Linked DNA regions of Gossypium hirsutum: region 2 is linked to region 1. Evidence: chromatin contacts called from public Hi-C data. All regions are on one chromosome and are shown on one strand. The core of a region is the stretch at or near the end of the contact, and the rest is flanking DNA. Distances in the headings are between cores, read along the strand shown.

Region 1 (2,861 bases), core at 118-2,617:
ACTGTAAAGAGAATGCTTTGGATGGATCTTCTGGTGTTAATCCATCAGAAACAACAAAAACATGAAAGTAGTTGCATCAGCTTAAAGCTAACTAGAAACACTATCAAGTAAACAAACAGCCAATAGTATTACCTTACTAAAGCAAATTTGATCCTATAAGCTTAGTACACAAGCGCAATAAAAACATACCCTTTCCAGCGGTTGTAGGGAGACCACTGTCGGAAATTATGGTGGGTGGTTGAGAAGTTGGAGCTTTTGAAACAGCTCGAGTGCTATTCTGGATGATGGGTGATTGAACAGGCTGGGCAGCATTGCTTGCAATCGATGCATCTGATGCTCCTATGAGAAAAATAAAGGCAAATGCAAATAACATAAATATAATCACGTTTCTTCAACTGTAAACCTATAAAGCTAAGCAAGTTTAAGAAATTTAAATCATACCCTGTAGCTGGGGTTGTAAATGAGCGCCATTTTGTTTGGTGCGGGCAGCAGAAGTATTACTAGACTCGGTAGAGTTCGCGGCCAGTGAATTTAACCGGTATTGCCCTCCTTGTGCATTGTTAGACTTCTTAAGACTATTGTACGATTACCAAGCGAACAGCAAAATAAAATCACGAAATCATGGAATTGCCTAGAAAACCTTAATCCTATGAACCCTAAATAATCTGGCAATCAAAACGGAAAGAGACACAGCAAAACAAACTGAAAAGCGCAAAGCATGATGATCAGTTGTTATTACCTTCGATTGGAAGATAAAGAAGAAGAAGAAGATGAAGGAGACCGCGAGGGGGCAGGGCCGCCGCCAGCGCCCTTACTGTAAACGCCTGAGGAGGACCGCTGTTGATTAAAACTGGCTGATCGCCCGGATTTTCGGTATTGTTGCTCGCTTTTATCCGACCTAGATTGATTGAAGGACATATCCCACACTTGATTCCACCTATTGCCCTCCTTTTTTTTTTGTTTACCTTCTTTTTATCTCTGCATCCAAACAGATCGCAAAATCCATGAAATTAAAGAAACAGCAATAAGATCAAACAGCAAAAGACAGTACCTGTGAACTCCAAAGAGTTTGCAGAGAGAAAGAGAATTAGGGTTTCTTTTAATGGCTAGTCGTAGAAGATGAAAAAAGCTTTATTTTTTAAAATAAATAGAAAGAGAAAGAGAAAGAGAAAGAAAGATAAGCCAAATTAAAAAAGAGAGAGTTACTGGGAAGAGGAATATGGTCAAAAAGTCGGAAGTTTTAGGAGGTGAAAAACAGTGGGAGGTGAAAAACAGAAAACAACTCGTTTTTGAGTTTTCAAGTGCGAGAGATTTCCGATACTTTTAACTGCCCTCTCTTTTATACTGCTCTTTTCACCGACGTCTTCTTTCTTCTTTCTTCCCTATTTATTTTATTTGTATTACTACTTTTTATTATTATTCGGATTTTCCTAATGTTTTTATTTTCACATACAAATATATTTGTGGGCAGGCATTGGTTAATGCTTTGTTTCAAATTTTATTTCAGATTTTGTAGTGTAAAAATGAAAAATTATAAAAATAGTCATTTTTATTTATCTCAAATTATATTTTAGTCACTTATGTTTAAAATTTTACATTTAGTCACTTATGTTATTATTTTATTATGAAGTAGTCATTTTATCGTTAAGCTCCATTACTTCCCTAACAGTGATTCTACGTGGTAGTCTAAATGGATTTTAAATACCAATTTAGATGTCCAATTGTAATAAAACGATAACATAAATAATTAAAACGTAACATTTTAAATATAAATAACTAAATTATAATCTAAAACAAATAAAAATAACTATTTTTATAATTTACACTAAAATGAAAGTAGAAACACATTCCCAAGTCAGCCGCAAACATAACATACATAAATGAGACTGCATTTTATGTTTGCGTGGGGATTCTTTTGGTCGAAACTGAGAATTAATAACCTTTTTTATTACGTATGGTGCGCCCAAATTTTTATCCGAAAAGTGAGAAGATTTAAATAAAAATATAAGTTTAAAAAATGAGTTTAGATAAAAAAATGAGACTCATTTTCTAAATAGATTAAGTCTTGGGTAAGTTTTTTCAACTTAGTCTAACCCGAATTTGTAAAAAAAAATATTTTTATTATTTTTTTGTTATTATTTGAATGTTGTATAATTATTATTTTATTGTTAATTTTTCTATTATTTTAAATGCAGTTACTTGTTAAATTAGACTTATTTTAGTGTTATTTAAATATAAATATATTTTTTAATTTATTAAGAAATATTTATTTTAATTTTTTTAGTGTATTTAATGTATTATATTTTTAAATTTTATTTTTATATAAAAATAAAATTATAAAAAATTTAATACGGATGAACTAAGCCGAGCTCAGATTTTAATATTTTTTATCCAATCTAAATTTGAATAAAATTTAAATCCTATTTTTAGAGTCCAGACGAACTAAAAAACGAGTCTAAAATTCGCCTCACCATCAACTTTTTGCACAAACCAAGTTGGGGTTAATGGATATTAAATATTAAATTGCCCTGGACTTAATAAATACAACACATCCTATTGGAGCTTTTAGAACACTCATCTGCAATAAGAAAAACTATTTAGACTCATAAACCAGGAGTCGGGACAGTAAAGGGAAAGACCTTCGCTCATTCTCTGAAGTTAACTGCATCACTGTATTAATCTGTGAAGTTTTCCGGTAATCGGGTGGCGAAGATCCGTTGCCGGATTCAGCTATATGGTGTTTCCTTTCCATCCTTTTTCAAAACAGGGATGGGCATTTCATGTTGGATGGTACACTTGGCCCTTTTTCGGTCTTGTGCTCGTGGGCTTTAGTCAATTCTTCAATGTTTGTTTTATGGACT
Region 2 (2,861 bases), core at 236-2,735, 500 kb after region 1:
GACATATATAAATAAATTTAGAAGCAATTACATGTAACAGTAACATGGAATAAAATATGAGTCTAGGATTAAATATATGTACTAATCTACATAAAAACATTTAAATGAAATACTATATAAAAAGTTAAAATAATATGATATAAAAAGAATTTCAAAATGGTGATTTTATAAAAACAAAGTAGAGTTATTAAAGTATCTCAACACCTATAAAAATATTATGAACTTTAAAATAATAAGTATTTCAAATGGAAAACTCAATTAAAATAATATATATGTAAAAATATATATAAAAATATTTAACTGGAATATTATACAAAATGTTAAAATAATATAACATGAAGATTTTAAAATAATGATTTTCTTTAACAAAGTAAAATTATTAAAGTAATCTCAACACATAAAAAATATTAAATGAATTCTCTTAAAAATAACGCATTGTATAGATAGAAAACTTAATTAAAATAAATTTAAAATAAAAGGGATAATCTATAAATAAAACAAACTAATGGAATTAAAATAAGGACCAACGTGCAACAGGTGCGAATGTACAGGGACCAAAGCTGAAAATATTCCAGATCTCAAAACGCTGCGTTGAAGCGTGGACCTAATTGACATCATGCGCAAATTATATGTATAAATTCTAAAAAACAAAGTAAAGAAAATAAGGTACAATTGAACAACAACGCGAAAGGGAGGACTAAACGCACAATTAACCCTCAAGGACCAAGTGCGCGGATCTCAACTTTGCACGGGTCGGGTCATCGGGTTTGAAGTTTCCAGACGGTGCCGTTTCAAAGCCATTGAGATTGGCTCAAAACGATGTCGCTTCCTATGCTCCATAAAAAAAAGAGGAAACCCTAAAATGAACCCCTAATAATTTTAAACAAAATCAAAACAAAAACTTAAGTTTCCTATTCCTCTCATACGGCCGAATCAGATGGTTCTTTTCCCCACCGCCGTTTTGCTTCCATATTTCGGTGAATTGCACCATCTGAAAGCATGGTTTGCCTTATTCAAAGACGTACTCAAGGGTTTTGCTGCCCTTAAGCCACGGAATCCTCACTTATACTTCGATTATTGCGAAGCCAGCAAGGATTCAAAAGTCAATACCAAGGTAAGTCCTTTTTATTTTTCCTTATACCGTAAATAAAGACCAAGAAGAACAAAGAATTAAAATCGGAAAAAAATGCTAGATCTAAGAATCACCTTTCTAAAATTGATTTCTAAATGCCTTTTCTTTGTATTCGATATTTTGTATGCCTATTTCAGTGTGCATAATCCATCAAAGTACAAACCATGGCTTTTTAAAACCGAATTTACAGAATAAATAAAAAATGAAAATTTTATTTTCCTACTGTCATTTTCTGTATATTCTGTTAGCATTTCTGTTCTCACAGGTTCTATGTTGACTTGGAGGCATACAGAGAAGCAAGCTACTCGTGGGGAGGCCGTTCGTGAGAGGCTCGATTCCATGGCTAGCTGCTGCACTGTGTATTCCAGAAACCTCTAGGGTTTCTGGTGTTTTCTCATTATTGGGCTCATTTGGGCCACATGTAAATTGGGCTAGGATTTTAGGTTTTGGACTAGTGTTTTATTTCTGTTTCGGGCTATGTTTAGTTATTGGACTTTGGGTTAGTGTTTTGGGCCTTTATTTTTGTAAAAAGACTTGGACTTTTAATTTATTTGGCTCATGGCTTTATTTATTATTATTTTTATTTTATTTTTGGTTCTGGTATAGTTTTTTTATGGGCCCGGGCGAAATGGGCCTATTACAATCACATTGTATATTTATATACTTTAATGGAAATATATGTATGTGTAACCCCCTACCTGTATCTGTCGCCGGAATAAGATACGAGGCATTACCAGAGTTTACAGAACTATTTTTCATTAAACCATATAAATCTTTATAAAATAGAGTTTACTATTTTAAAAATCTTTTAAAAGCTACATTTAGCTTGTAAATATTAAATAATATAATTTACGAGCTCATTTTTTGAATTTGGTGGTCTCGAATCACTATTTCCTACGTTGCTAAAATTTGGGCTCTTACAACTCTCCCCCTTAAGAATTTTCGTCCTCGAAAATTCCTTCAGTGGAGAGGTTCAAATATTTTTCACTAACTAATAGTATCACCAGTTCTCAAATCTGGAACATTAGCTACCTCTTCTAAATCATATATCAGGTAATTCTTTTCATACGATCTTTTTTTAAACTATTTAAAAGCATAGACTATTATTTTGTCTTACTGCATCAAAACACAGTTTACCCACTTAATGATATATCACTGTAAATCACAACTTTCTTACCCAATTTAGGCTGAATCTGAACTAATGCTTCGGTCAACAGAACTTTCATCTGGTCAAAATTTTGTTAACATTTATCAAGCCATTCAAATCTTACATTTTTCTGTAATAACTTTATCATCAATTTAGCTATCAATTATCAACACTGAAACCTTAAATTTTCTGAAATTATTACCATCATACAGATTGAAACCATAGTATTTTCATAGAGTCGGCATTTCAACCGTATAAATAGAATAATACCTCAATATTAATGGTATTCTCCAATTAGAAAAGAAAAATTGGAAATAGTTCCAGTAACTATCAGTGCAGTAATATAATTTGTATGATCCGAGATTCATATTACAGAACTCCCCTATTCGAGTCAGGATTTAAACAGTAAATATAATTACCTTCGGCCAATGAATATCTTCCACGAATAAATCATATTTATAATTTGGAGCTTCGACCCATAGAAGTAGAAACTAGTATCATATCCATCAAGTGTTCTCTCAAGCATAATTGATTAGAATACCAGAGAAAGATAGAACAGTACTGCTCATAGTTTATCAAAAC

Evidence for each region. A called contact is a pair of places that touch in the nucleus more often than the background predicts.
Region 2: a contact with region 1 is called in a Hi-C map of leaf, with 2.8 times the contacts expected there. The contact joins the enhancer-like site here to the promoter of LOC107945584 in region 1.

Annotation. Positions count from the first base shown.
Region 1 is chrA12:78,061,103-78,063,963 of Gossypium_hirsutum_v2.1, forward strand. It overlaps LOC107945584 (eukaryotic translation initiation factor 4G), which reads right to left and starts at 1,368. Exons shown (of 10, transcript XM_016879639.2): 1 at 1,052-1,368; 2 at 740-978; 3 at 442-575; 4 at 190-339; 5 at 1-30. The coding sequence starts at 918.
Region 2 is chrA12:78,561,341-78,564,201 of Gossypium_hirsutum_v2.1, forward strand. No RefSeq gene overlaps it. Among protein-coding and RNA genes, the nearest start is that of LOC121211406, 42 kb to the left of the region's middle. Within about 2 kb of position 1,486, at least 8 of the 9 cell types and tissues checked have an H3K27ac peak or open chromatin away from gene starts, as enhancers often do. A contact at or near this core is called in leaf, where this site is marked.